Regions from separate parts of the Rattus norvegicus genome. Here region 2 is linked to region 1. The links are chromatin contacts, called in public Hi-C maps. All regions are on one chromosome and are shown on one strand. The core of a region is the stretch at or near the end of the contact, and the rest is flanking DNA. Distances in the headings are between cores, read along the strand shown.

Region 1 (6,579 bases), core at 1,769-4,268:
CACAGTCAGCCGCAGCCACCTGTGCAGGACCAGGACCCACCGTGCCCAAGTGTGGCGAGTGAGTGACCTCACTAGGCAAGGATGGCATCACACATACACACCCCGGAGCATGGGAAACATGGAGGACACTGACCCCTGCGGACCATGCTGAGTGAGACTGAAGATAAGTCCCAAGCAGCCATCCTTGCTCCTCAGCCCTAAAGGCTGTGGGTGAGGAGAGCTCACAGCCTTACTTCCAAGTAGACCTGGGTTGTAGAAACCTTCCCAACCTACCCAGGCACATGCCAGGCTTTACACATCAGGGGTTCGCAGTAGCCCTGCATGCCTTAGTAAATCTGAATCTTTGGAGGAAATTTACAAAATAATAGAAGGGCAAAGAAAGGCAAAGACTCCCTGTACTCAAAAGATCACTTCTGTTCTCACCCAAGGTGAGCGCTGCCTGGCTTGTCAGACGTTAGGGCTCAGACCGCTTCTCAGTCACCTCACACCACAAATACCTCAACTGACAGCAGTGCCCCAGTGGAGTCCCAAAGCGCCCTAATACTGTAAGCACAGATGTCCAAGGAGATTGAAGCTCCTTGTCCACTGGCCAGATTAATAAAATGACAGCCAAGCCAAACTGAAAATTGGTCTTGTCACAGCTTCCCGTGCTCGGAGATGGAGCCTGTCTTTCATGTTGGTTAATAAAAGAGGGATTTTCCTTGCCCAAACCCTTCAATAACACTTAATGTCTCAGCCTGCACCTCTGGTGCCCCCGGGGGAGAACAACAGGACACAGCATTAGAACTACTGCAGGATGGCTGCACTAACACCAACACGGAGGGCCGCTGTTGCATACTCAATACATGCTGAACAAGGTTCTCCAAACATCTCATCTACAACCCAAGCCTCATGCCTCACACTGCTAGCCCTTCGGCAGCAGAACCCTTCTCCTAGAAGCCTTCCCAAGTGCCAGCCAGGCTACACAGTCCACCTCTAGGGCTAACGCTACCTTCCCGTGGCCAGCCCACTCCATACTGCAAGCTCTGTGGAAGGTCCACCTCACGTTATCTTAGTCTCAGTGCCTAACACTGGTAGGAAGAACAGCTTCACAAGTGCCAAGATAACGTGGTGACATGCCAGGCTCAGAACCAAACCTTGCATGTCTGTATATTTCAGCTGAGAAGGCCGATCCTTACAACAGCAGGAGCTAGCCATGATTGCAATGCAATCCGCACAGCTCTGACTCAAGCCCACCCAACGGCCTTTGCTTCCACTGCTTCCAGGATGGAAACAGAAGGGGGGCTTAAGAGGGTCAGAGTTTTGTGGGTGGAAAAGATTAGAGTAAGATATGGAGACAGACAGAAGGGACAGAACTTTACCGGTGTGGTACTGTACCTTTAACCATAGCATTCAGGAGGCAGAGTCAGGAACCCTGAGAGTTCAAAGCCAGTCAGAGCTGCACAGTGAGACTGGAAGGAAGGGCAGAAGGAGGGACGGAAGAGAGAACTAGAAAACAAACTGTGAGAGGAAACTAAAGCAAGCCAAGATCCTGGCGAACAGGATTTATCTATGCTCCTTCAAGCAGACAACCGTCCTGTTCAAATTCTCATCTCTCCCTAAAATCCCCGCAAGGTCAAGCTACCAGACATCTTTGTTAAAATCCTAGCACAGGATCTTAGACTTAGGGGCAAAATGACATTAAGTTGGCCTATTTGAAAGTAACAGTCCTTAGCCAGGCCTGGTGGTGCACATCTTTAATCCCAGGGAACTCGGGAGGCAAAGGCAGAGGCAGAGGCAGGTTAAGTCTCTGAGCTCCAAGGCAGCTAGGGCTACCCAGAGAAACCCTGTCATGAGAAACCAAAGAAGGAAAACAGAAAAGGAAAGGAAGTAAAAGCCCCACTTACCATGTGCCCGAAGGCACACCGAAGTAGAAATGGCTCTCTTGCCAATTAGGCTAAGTGCCCTGGTAGCCAACATTCTGAAAGATAAAAAACGTATATCCCTAACAATGAGAGAAAACACCTTTTAGCACAAGTCTTTTTGCCACAGAACATTGAGGAAGTAAACGCAACTTATTCCCCCAACGTTAAAAAAAATTTTTTTGGTATGATTTCATCAGCTTTTTAAGGCACAGGCTGACCTTACCATATCTACCTCATAAGAGCTGGCATTGCAGGCCAGAGGCGTGCACCCAGAAGCCAGTTTTTATTACTGAGGAGAAGGCATGAAATAGCACAGGATAAGGTTCTTCTACTCAGTACACATTTACAGAGCTTCCTGATATCAAACCAAGGGCTGTGATATACATACATGGCTTTGGCCACTTACTAGAAAACGCAGCTTTTTAAAGATTAACTAGAAGGCCAGAATGACTGAAACTGCTAGAACTCGGTATAGCACGGTGCCACCACGAGCTGTTCCTCTCTGTGGCGGTGGGAGCACCGCCTGCGGACTTGGTTTTATTTTAAAAATCGACTTGCGCAGAGACTGCGAAGGACAAGCGGAGGAGGCCGCCCAAGCCCTAGCCCTGGCGCGCTTCCCGTCCCTGCGGCCCGCAGGCGACCTGGATGACCCTGTCACCCGCCCCAGCGACCCGAGCTCCACGCCTCACTTTAACACAACCCCTCTTGATTTCGCTCCCCGAGAGCGAACGCCCGAGACCGCAAAAAACAACGCCCGTGGCGGCAGAAACCGTAGCGTGACGTCAGGACTCAGCTCGCTGTCCCTCGGGCCTGGCGGAGCGGGAACGCCCGATGCTGGGCAGGCCGGAACCGAACGGCAAATGGGGACCCAAGACAACAGATCCGCCCGGGAAGCGGGCGCCCCAAGGTCACGGAGCTGCTCAAGTCCCGAGTCCGGGGGCGCCTCGGAGGCACCGCTCCGGCCCCGGCGCTCCAGGATCTCGGCCCATGGCCGCGCCGCCCTCACCCGCTGTCAAAGGCCGTCACCTGCCACTGCTGCCCAGGCGACCGCCGCGACCGCCCTCTACACCCCGGGTGCTCGCGACCGGAAGAGCGGGTCCCGCACCGGAAGAGCAAGACGGTGCCGCGAAGCATCGCGGGAATCGAAGAAGCCCCGCCCACGTCCATCAGCTTCAGATCGCGGTGCGGCAGCTGTCGCGAAAGGCCGAGCAGGCCGCGCTGCTTTCTGGCAGACGCTAGCTAGCGACTACGCTTTCCGGCGGGCGGACTGAGGCGGGAGGCTGTAGCTGGTGGTGGGAGCTCATCTTAGCGTGCAGTGGGGTCGTGTTTCGTACTGTGGTGCGTTGGTCGCGACGCGACCAGCTAGGCTCAGCATGCCTGGCGTGAAGCTGACCACCCAGGCCTACTGCAAGATGGTGCTACACGGCGCCAAGTACCCGCACTGCGCCGTCAACGGGCTTCTGGTGGCAGAGAGGCAGAGGCCGCGCAAGGAACATCCTCCCGGCGCGGGCAACCACACTCTCTTCGTGGACTGCATCCCGCTCTTCCACGGCACGCTGGCTCTGACGCCCATGCTGGAGGTGGCGCTCACCCTAGTAAGCTCGGGGCCACGGCGGGGTTCTGGGCTGGGCGAAGTCAGGCGCCCTTCGAGGGAGGAGGAGCGCCTGCTCCCGAGTACGCAGCCTAACGAGCGAGCTCTCGAAGTTTCGTAAAATTACCAAGAAACCGAGTGTGGTGTACATTCTTAAAGGCAGCGCTCGGGATAGGGAGGCAAGCGGATCCTGAGTTCGAGGCCAGCCTGGTCTACATAGTGAGACCTGGGATGGCTAACGTTTAAAGTTTAAGCTTAATGTGCTTGTGAGACCACAGAGTGGGGAAGATGCCTATAGCATGTGAACCTCTAGTTTTACAGACTGTATTTTGTCGGCCTGTCCCCCCCCCCCAGAAGCTGAAGACTATTGTAAAACTTGCTGTTTTAGCAAGATTATAAGTCATAATACCGACTGCTATTTCTGCTTTTGTAATCAATCTTGCTTCCTCTGCTCAAGAGACAGTTGCAAGACCCAGATTTATAACTTTGTGGAGTTTGCCTTTATAAAGCCCTAGATTGCTATGGCCAGGCGCTACGTCTTGGGAGCTCTCTCAGGTGCTGTCCTGAGGCACCAGAGATACAAATCTGTCCTGCTGCCAGTATTAGAATTAAAAGCTTCCGGATGTAAAACAACCCACTCTCAATACAGCTTCATTTACATCTCAGAATGAGCTCTGGATGTAAAACCTGAGCTGGCACGGGAGGAAATGCTAATATTGTCTCCCCCTCCCGCCCCCAAAATGGCTGCATTGAATCTCAGACTTGCTTTGAATGTAGCCTCACACTAGCCCCTGACCACCAAAACTTCCTGCTCTAGGTTCTTGGGAACTGGGATTGCAGACATAACTAGCATTCCTTGACATCTTATTTCTTCTTTTGATTTTTGGGAGTCAAGGTTTCACTTTAGTGGGCTTGGCTGGTCTGGGACTCTGTAGAATCCTCACACAGTTCAGCCCGCCTCCATCTCCTGAGGGCCAGGACTAAAGCTGTGTACCACCACCACACCCTGCTCTTCCACTAATTTACATTAAAACACCTAAGGAAATTTCCGGCATGACTACAAGTGCCTTTAGGCAAATTGTCTTGTTTACTGGTTAAAGATTCTTTCTAAGGTGGAGGAAGATTTGGGGTGATACTTAGTCCCTGAAGAAGTGTGCTTTTAGTGCCTGAAGTATCTGAGGATTCCTGTGCTTGTTTCTGGCCACTGTCTTTTTTTTAAGATTTATTTATTTTTATTTCTATGAGTACACTGTTGCTGTCCTCAGACACATCAGAAGAGGGCATTGGATCCCATTACAGATGATTGTGAGCCACCATGTGGTTACTGGGAATTGAACTCAGGACCTTGGAAAGAGCAGTCAGTGCTCTTAACCTCTGAGCCATCTCTCCAGCCCTCTGGGAACTGTCTTAATTGCCTGTTAGGGAGTTGCAGGTGGCTGCATCTGGAGCTTTCCACCCGACCGTACCCTGACTTCAATAGTAGGACAGGATTCTCAGGTTCTCCCCTGAGCATGACTATGGTGGGTCAAGCCTGGGGCTCAGTTAGACTTTCGTTTGTAGCATTCCGACAAGCTCTATACAGAAGAACGCAAGCACCAGCTAAAAGGGGCTAGAGAGATGGTTCAGTGGTTGCTCTTGTAGAACAGTCCTAAGGTCAGCACCTATGACAGCCAGTAACTCTGTCTCCAGACTCCCTGTTGGGGCTTCTGTGGGCACTGCACTCACGTGCCCATACCCACTTGTAGATCCGAAATTAAAAGTAAAACAAGAGCCAAGCAAAGTGGCCTTTTAAGTTCTTAAAAGTTCAAGGCCAACCTGATCTACAGAGCTAGTCCCAAGAAAGCACTACATATAACGCCCTTCCTTAACATTTCTGGCTCAGCAAAGCTAGGATGGTTGGGGCATTCAAGTATCCAGCCAGCCCAGCACCCCAGGCCATGTGAACTGCCTTGGAACCTTCACATTTGAGGCAGTCTGACTGTCAACTATCTGGGACTCTGCACCAAATGCTGTGATCACTCTCTTCCAGTGCTGTCCTCCACTGTGTCCTTTTAACAGTGTGGAAACACTTGAGTTCCCGGCACATAATGTGATAGTTCTCAGGCCTGGCCTGGGCTCCATTGTGATGAATCCCAATGCCTGTGGACTGTCTCTCTCAGACTCTTGTTGAGTCTATCCCTTTATGCCTGTCAGCATCTAGTCTCAGGTGAACCACCCTCTGCAGTGGGCAGGCTGCAGGCTCCCCTTGAAGGACTAGGGTCTGACAGTACCTCTCTGAACTGGTGTCTTATCTGTCTCCAGGATGTGACCCCATCCCCATGGGAGCAGCAAAGACCCTTAGAGCAGTACACCCAATGCTCCCTGTCTCTCTGCTCATATTTCCTTACCCTCTATACCTTCCCCAATACACAGAGTTCCTAATACTGTTCCCTCCTGCACACGCCCTCTTCCTTGAATATCTTACACCACTCCCCCTGGGCTGTCTGTCTAACCAGCCCTGTGGCACCTGGGTCTCTTCAGTTTGTACTGTTTACTTTGCAACCTTGCACGCCGAAGGCCAGGAGAGGTCTCTGGGTTTGGAGCCTGCAGCTGTGCAAACGCAGGCAGAACCCATGCAGTTCCTTCAGTGAGGCCCGATCCTGGTGGCTCCCACTACCGAGGAGCTCACACTGGAATGATTGTTGGATGTGGTAAAGACAAGCCAGCTACTTCTTAATGTGTGCTCTGCCAAAGGGCGGCATGAGACTCCTTTGAAGGGATTTCTGTTCTCATTTTCCATTAGACAAAAATCCTTGCATTTCCGGTACTTTTCATCTGTTTAAGTACTTATGCCTATTATTTATCCTCAAGCCCTTTGACGTAGGCAGTGAAGGAATTACTCCTAATAGCAAAAACCCATAAAAAGGCCGGTAGGGAAATTAGCGTAACCCTGTTTCTCTAAGCCCGTTTGTCTTTCCCCTGCCTTGGTTTCTGCTGCTGCGGGCAGTTCTGCATTCTGCTCAGATGACCCATCTGCCCTGGGTTCTGTCCCTCAGCATGCGGCCCCCTCCGCCAGCTTCTCTTCCAAGGAAAAGTCAGGGCTGG
Region 2 (6,161 bases), core at 2,881-5,380, 130 kb before region 1:
ACAGTGTCTCTTGCACACAGTAGGTAGCAACAGTGTCTTCTGCTCACAGTAGGTAGCAATAGCACCCAGGAGAGAACCAGAGAAGCAGGTGGCATCAGCCAGAATCCCTTTCTCTCACCACCTAGATGACCAGATCAAAGTCAAAGCCCCAAGCCTTCCCCCATGTCTCTCAGCACACAGGTGAGAGTCTGTCTCTTCTGTCTTCCATGATCCCATGATATGTCACATGGGTGATATGAAGTTGTATTTCTGTAGATTAAAAGAAAGAACATGATAAAAAAAAAACAGTCTGGTCACAGCCGGGGGCGGGAGCCAGGTGCTGCTATTCCCGCTGGTAGCAGGAGGAACACTGGGAGCGGGGTTGAGTGGCTTTCTGCCCTCACATATCTGTTGAAAGTGCCTACCTGTGGTAGTACCGTGCCACTGAAGGAGTAGGATATGCCCAGCACAAGCTGACCTCCTACTTGTCACGGAGGTTGCAAGTCCCGGTGACCCATGTAAGAGTATCCTAGGGACAGATACCCAAAGACACAGCTGTGGGGTCGTTTCTTTAGGAGGCCTGTCTCCTGAACTTCCTTCACAGACCCCAGAGGCTGCACATCCAAGGTTAAACCAGCCAGGCAGTTGAGGCAACCCTGGGAACAGGAGCGCCAGAGTGACCGGCAGGGGGCGCTGCTGTCCTTGGCATCCTCCAGGCCACACAATCCAGCTGACCTAAGGCTCAGACCACAGTCTTTCCAGCGAGGCACACACCTGGGATTGGCATGAACCCCCAGACGGGCTGGTGGTAGTGGTGGGGAGCGGGTCACAAGAATTAGCTGGGCAGAAAAGAGCTTTCCGCCTCCTAGCGTCCCCCTCGCTCCAGGAAAGGAGACGGGTAAGGCACAGACCCTGGGGCCATCCCAGAGCCTGGGATAAGACTGTCCCCAGTACTCTGGCTCCCCATTGGTGCCCCCACCAGTCATCTGCCTGAGACTCACCCCATCTTTATGGCCTCACCCCAATTAAGATCTGGACTTTGTAACACACTGCCAGGGTCAGAAAGAAAATGAAAATGAAAAAGAAAAAGTTGGGCAAGAACTTGCCACAGAGGCCAAGGCCAGCCACTCCAGCTAGCTACCCTTTATCCAACTCGATAAGCACTGATTACGACCAGGCTGGCTTGAAGGATGGCCCTGAGAACAGAGCTCAGAGGTCAGGCCCTTCTCCCCTTCCCTGCCCATTGTGACAAAGAGCTCACCCACCACCCGTCGCTGTGGGCCAGGGGACCGACCGACAGCCATAAGGCCAGAGCCTCATGGGATGGGATCCACCCCATTCTCACCCTCAGCCACCAGCACACAGTGGGTAACACTGAAGAAACTTAAAGTCCACACGGCAAGTCCAACCTCCATTCCTCTGGATGTCTCTCAGTGTTTTGCTTTGTTTAGTCTTTAAGCTTTCATTGGCACAATTGAGCAGCACCTCCTTAGACCAGGCCCTGACAGCTCTCTCATCATCTCAAGGGCTATAGTCACAAGGCCCGGCATGGCGCCCCCTCTCCCACTGAGGAACCTCCACTCCACAAAGAAGAAAGGGGGGCCCCAAAGCTCAGGAGCTCCTCCAGGTCACCCAGACAGCTGTGGGGAACCTGCTTCTAGAACAAGACACAAATTAGGGTTTAGGGTCCTGCCGACCCATCCACTCAACCACCTCCAGGATAGCTAGGTACCCGGGTGTGAGAGAAGGTTCTAGAAAATATACATTTTCTCCACTATCCTCCGAGATAACTTTGGAGACAATAGTACCTCAGGGTTTTATGTCCCCATGAATGTGGGAGCTGAGCGTGTCCCCAGAGAGCAGAGGAATAGCCCTGTGTCAAGGACAGGTGGCTCACCTCCAAATTTGAATTTTTCAGACTGGTGCCCTGTTACATTTGAATTTTTTTTTTATCCTCAGAAGTGAGCAAATATGTTTCTCAAAGCCATGAGTCAGAGAAAGAATGAGCCATTAACATCACAAAGCCACAACGTGTCTGATGCTTTTCCTGGAGGTGGCCTGGAGGGAGACTTTTCTAAGAAAAAAAAAAAATTCCTGCCTTTCAAAGTGAGGACAGGAGAGACTTGAGTTACTGGGAGCCCTGGGAGCCCCTGTCTCCTGTGCAAACAGAACGTTGTTGAGCCCTGTCCCCAACACCATACAACTGGGGTTCACTCTCTGCTGGCCCAGAAGGGACTTGTCCAGTGGTGAGACTTGTGAGAGGGGAGCCAGCCAGGTCCCAGGGTGCACACTGGGACAGAGACTCCCATTTCTTTGCTCAAGAGCCGTCCAGGCTGTGTGAGCTGCCTCTTTCCAGTGGGGTTGCTGAGGAGCTAGAATAAGAAGTCCAGACGGTGCCCCCCTCCATGCCTCCCACCAGTCACCTGCTTGCTAGGAGCAATTTCTCTGGAGAGGGCATCAGAGCTGCCCGCTCTCTGCCACGATGACATTTACTTCCTTTCTCCAGGTTTCAGCTTCCCTGTCTGGGATCAGGATGATACTAATACAATGTGTTTGTGAAGGCAGATCATCTGTGAGTGTAAACACTTGTTCATCCTCACAAGAGGCCAGCACAGGTGGAGAAACTGAGATAGAGTCCTGTGGCAATGAGGAACAGAGATGAGATTTGAATCTGCAGCTAAGACCCCAAGCTCTAAGTCGGCTGCTTTCCGGAAGCTTGGGTGGTGGGTTGCCTCCTGTATGGGTTGGTTCGATATGAATCGGATGTCAAGCCAGGGGCATTACGGGGGGTGGTTTATGATATGGTGATACACCATACGACCTCTCCAGGACACAAGGCAATGTGTTTGTGGGGACAGTCTGTACTTGACCTCTGCAGGGGATACTAGGAAAGCCAGCTCCTCGCCTCTCCAGAGAAATAGAAAGAAAAGGTGTCAAGCCACAGGCCATCCAGCCTCATCTGAATGCAGGGAGCTCAGTTTCCTGAAGTGACCCTGGTTTTGGCTCCTGAATGAGAAAGAATTCAGTCCTTTGCACACCCGGCCTCTGCGAGGGTTCAGTACCCAGAGCTTCGAAGACCTAGGAATGTCTTGCTACTTCTATGTGTACAGGGATTGTCCCTGCGTCCCTAGGAAGGAAAAGATCTAAGACTGTCATGCTATATCCATGGTACAGGGTTGCCCTTGTGTCTCTAGTGAGTCACAGGAACCCCAGAGCTGGAGAGTAGCTACGAGTGGACCCCAGAACAGATCTGAAAACCCAAACATTGTGGCTGGCACTCACTCATCCATGCAGAACCACGGTCAAGTGTGCAATTTATTTCGTATGCATGCGGCAGTGGCTGGCCAGCTTCAGGATGGACGGGTGCTGTGCTGGAGACAGGCACCATTCCCACCCCACAGCCTGTGCCCCACTGCATGTCAGCCTACATCAGGAAGCTGAAACAGGTGCCACAAAGGCAGCTCTGAGGTACTGCTGAACCAGTTCCAGTGGGGCCACAGAGCAGGGACCTTGTCCTTTCAGAGAGTCAGAAGGCCTGGCTTGTGAGAGCCTCAGTGGGGCAGCCACCCTGGAGCGCTGCCTCTGCAGGGTATGGCTGCAAGGAGCAGACAGGACAGCATGTGGTGGCTTCCTCTCTGCTCTTCACTGTATCCTGTCTCCTACCTCATCCACTCAGTCTAAAGGTCAAGACCCTGGGAGGCCCAGGAAGGACACTGGCCAGAAGGGTCAGGAGCCCCAGTGGGTCAAAGGTGGAGGAGAGCAGCATGGGTGGGCAGGAATATGGACACTCTTCTGGCAATGCTGCTCAGGGCACTCGGGCTGTCCCTACATCCACCATCTTTCTCAGGTGCTGTGTGACCTCAGACAACTGGCTCTGTCTCTCTTAACTACAGGTTCTGCCTCTGAACACCGAGACAGAACGAACTCAGGAACGAGGCTCTCATGCCGTCTGGTGCTCAGAATAGAGCCCAGTGTGCCGTAAGTACTGACTGGTCAATGACCGTTATCCCCTTACCACCACCGTCTCTCCCAACACAGGGCCACATGTGCCTCCCTGCCCCACACAGCCGCACGACCCACCACCTCTCTGCATGTGCCAAGCACAGCAGGCCAGGCAGTGAGAACACCACCAGGGCAGATCCCTATTGCTCAACTTCAGGGCTATGCCGGGGGCTCAACGGTCAGGACCTGCTGCTGGAACCCAGGCCTCGCCGCCGGCCTCTGGCGGCCACAGGCTTTTAATATTTTAGAGAAGTTGCCCTCAGCCCACTTCCTCTCCCTCAGATTCATCCTCTGTGGGTGGGTTCTGATCCCCAGTGTTCCCAACTCCTTAGGGGGTCTCTCAAGGTCACAGGGGGCACGGATGCAGCCAGCCGAGGAGACCAACCCACTCGGGGCTCACATCAGCACCCAGGCCACTGCTTAAATGAGATCCTCCTGCAGGACTGTGTCAGTCCGCCCTCATCTCTCCCTTGGGAAGTGTCAGCCTGACCGCCCGGCGAGCCAAAGGTCCTCCTATCTGACACATGAGACGGGATGTTCCTCGCCCGTTCCGAGCCACTCAGGCAGATCCGTGTGATGGCTTCATCTGCTCCTGTGGGGACAAGACAACCTTCTTCTAAAGCCTCCCACTTCCAAACTCAAAAGCCCACCAAGCTGCGAGTCCCACACAGCCTTCTCTGGTTTGAGCAATGGCTTGGGAATGGCTCAGCAAAGGGTTGGCCAAGGACTTGGGGACTCAGCCACAGGGTGTGCCTGGACATGACTTATCCCTGGGGATGCTCAAACTCAGTGTCTCAGGGAGTCCAGCCCTGCTCAGGAGTGGGACCAGGTCTGAAGCAGAGGAGGGACGGTTCACACTACAATTCTGTCTTCTCTGTTCTAAATGCATCGGGTCCCTACCTCAGCGCCAGCACAGCCCCTTGGAGAGAACGCACATGTGTCCTCCCACAGTTCTAGGGCTCAGAAATCCCACACCCATCTCACTGTGAGGTCCAGCTGTGAGCACACTTAGTTGTCTCTAGAACCTGAAGTCAGGGCCACTGCCCCCGTTTCTGGAGCCTGTGCCCCAACCAGGGCATCCTCCAGTCTTTCTCTGGCTCTGTGTTTCTCTTTTCCTATCTCTCTGAGTCTGCCCCCCTGCTTCATGTGAGGGATCTGTAAGAACATGGACCATGGGACGATCCAGGATACTCTCCCCTTCCAAGTTCTGCTCTTAACCGTGTCTGTGGCTGGCACCTGTGAGTAGGGACATCTTCAGGAGTTGGGGGAGCATTACTCTGCTAACCACACTAACCTCAGGAAACTTACTGGTCCTCCCCAACATCTCCTCTCCTTTAACATTTGAGTGGCGGTGGCGGAGGTGATGGTGATGATGGTGGTGGTGGTGGTTGTGATGAGGATGACATTGGCATATCCCCATCCTGCTGGGATGTGCTGTACTGAGTGTGGCTCCAGTCATGCAGCTGACCAGACTTTACATGGCACATGCCACACATGTGAGTCTGTGACATATAAACATAGAACACAACAGTCCTTTGTGGGCCTTCAGAGGAAACCATGTTTCTACCACGTCACTGAAAGACTTCAACGTCAGGAGTGTGTATGCAGTGGGGCCTCCTGCTGGAGAACGGGGATGGGTAGACTGAGTCACGTCAGCTCTATCCCAAAGCCTTCCAGCTCCTTGCATGCACCAAGCTCTTCTCACCAGAAGGCCATCTTTCTGGATCTTTCCAGCTGGCTTCTGCCCATCCCCCAGCTTACAGACACCCACACTGGTCAATTCGAGGAAGTCTGCACATGACCTGCTTGAACCCAAGAGCTTGGTTGACCATTGGCTCATGGCACCATCTTAAATCTTTCAGAAGCTACTGCAAAAAAGCTCTGAACTCTGAGAGGGTGGCCACGTGGAATTTAGCATCACATAAGACGCAGTAGCATGAGAGTTCATTGGCCAGGAGCCGGGTCAACAGCCAGCGGTTAGGACTGCTCTCCGGGAGGACCCAACTTTGGTTCCTCAAAACCATGTAAGGCACAGGCAGCATTTCACAGGGCAGCATTTCACAGGACAACATTTCACAGCATGAGCCTAGAAGTTGGGGGTCACCTCTCATTCTGTTAAATGACATTGATCCTGCAAACACGGAAGGCCCAGATTCTAACCTCATAATGAAGATTCAGAG

The links. A called contact is a pair of places that touch in the nucleus more often than the background predicts.
Region 2: a Hi-C map of liver shows a contact between it and region 1, with 4 times the contacts expected there. The contact joins the enhancer-like site here to the promoter of Cox4i1 in region 1. A contact is called at or near these places in 12 of 12 Hi-C or Micro-C datasets (the A7r5 cell line, the Rat2 cell line, Schwann cells and 7 more) and 1 of 1 datasets of contacts at active chromatin or transcription factors (oligodendrocytes).

Annotation. Positions count from the first base shown.
Region 1 is chr19:65,626,822-65,633,400 of GRCr8, reverse strand. Cox4i1 (cytochrome c oxidase subunit 4i1) reads right to left here and starts at 3,018. Exons shown (of 5, transcript NM_017202.1): 1 at 2,931-3,018; 2 at 1,887-1,960. The coding sequence starts at 1,959. It overlaps Emc8 (ER membrane protein complex subunit 8), which reads left to right and starts at 3,166. Exons shown (of 5, transcript NM_001012165.1): 1 at 3,166-3,499. The coding sequence starts at 3,278.
Region 2 is chr19:65,754,435-65,760,595 of GRCr8, reverse strand. No RefSeq gene overlaps it. Among named protein-coding and RNA genes, the nearest start is that of Irf8, 58 kb to the right of the region's middle. Within about 2 kb of position 4,130, at least 1 of the 93 cell types and tissues checked has an H3K27ac peak or open chromatin away from gene starts, as enhancers often do. A contact at or near this core is called in liver, where this site is marked.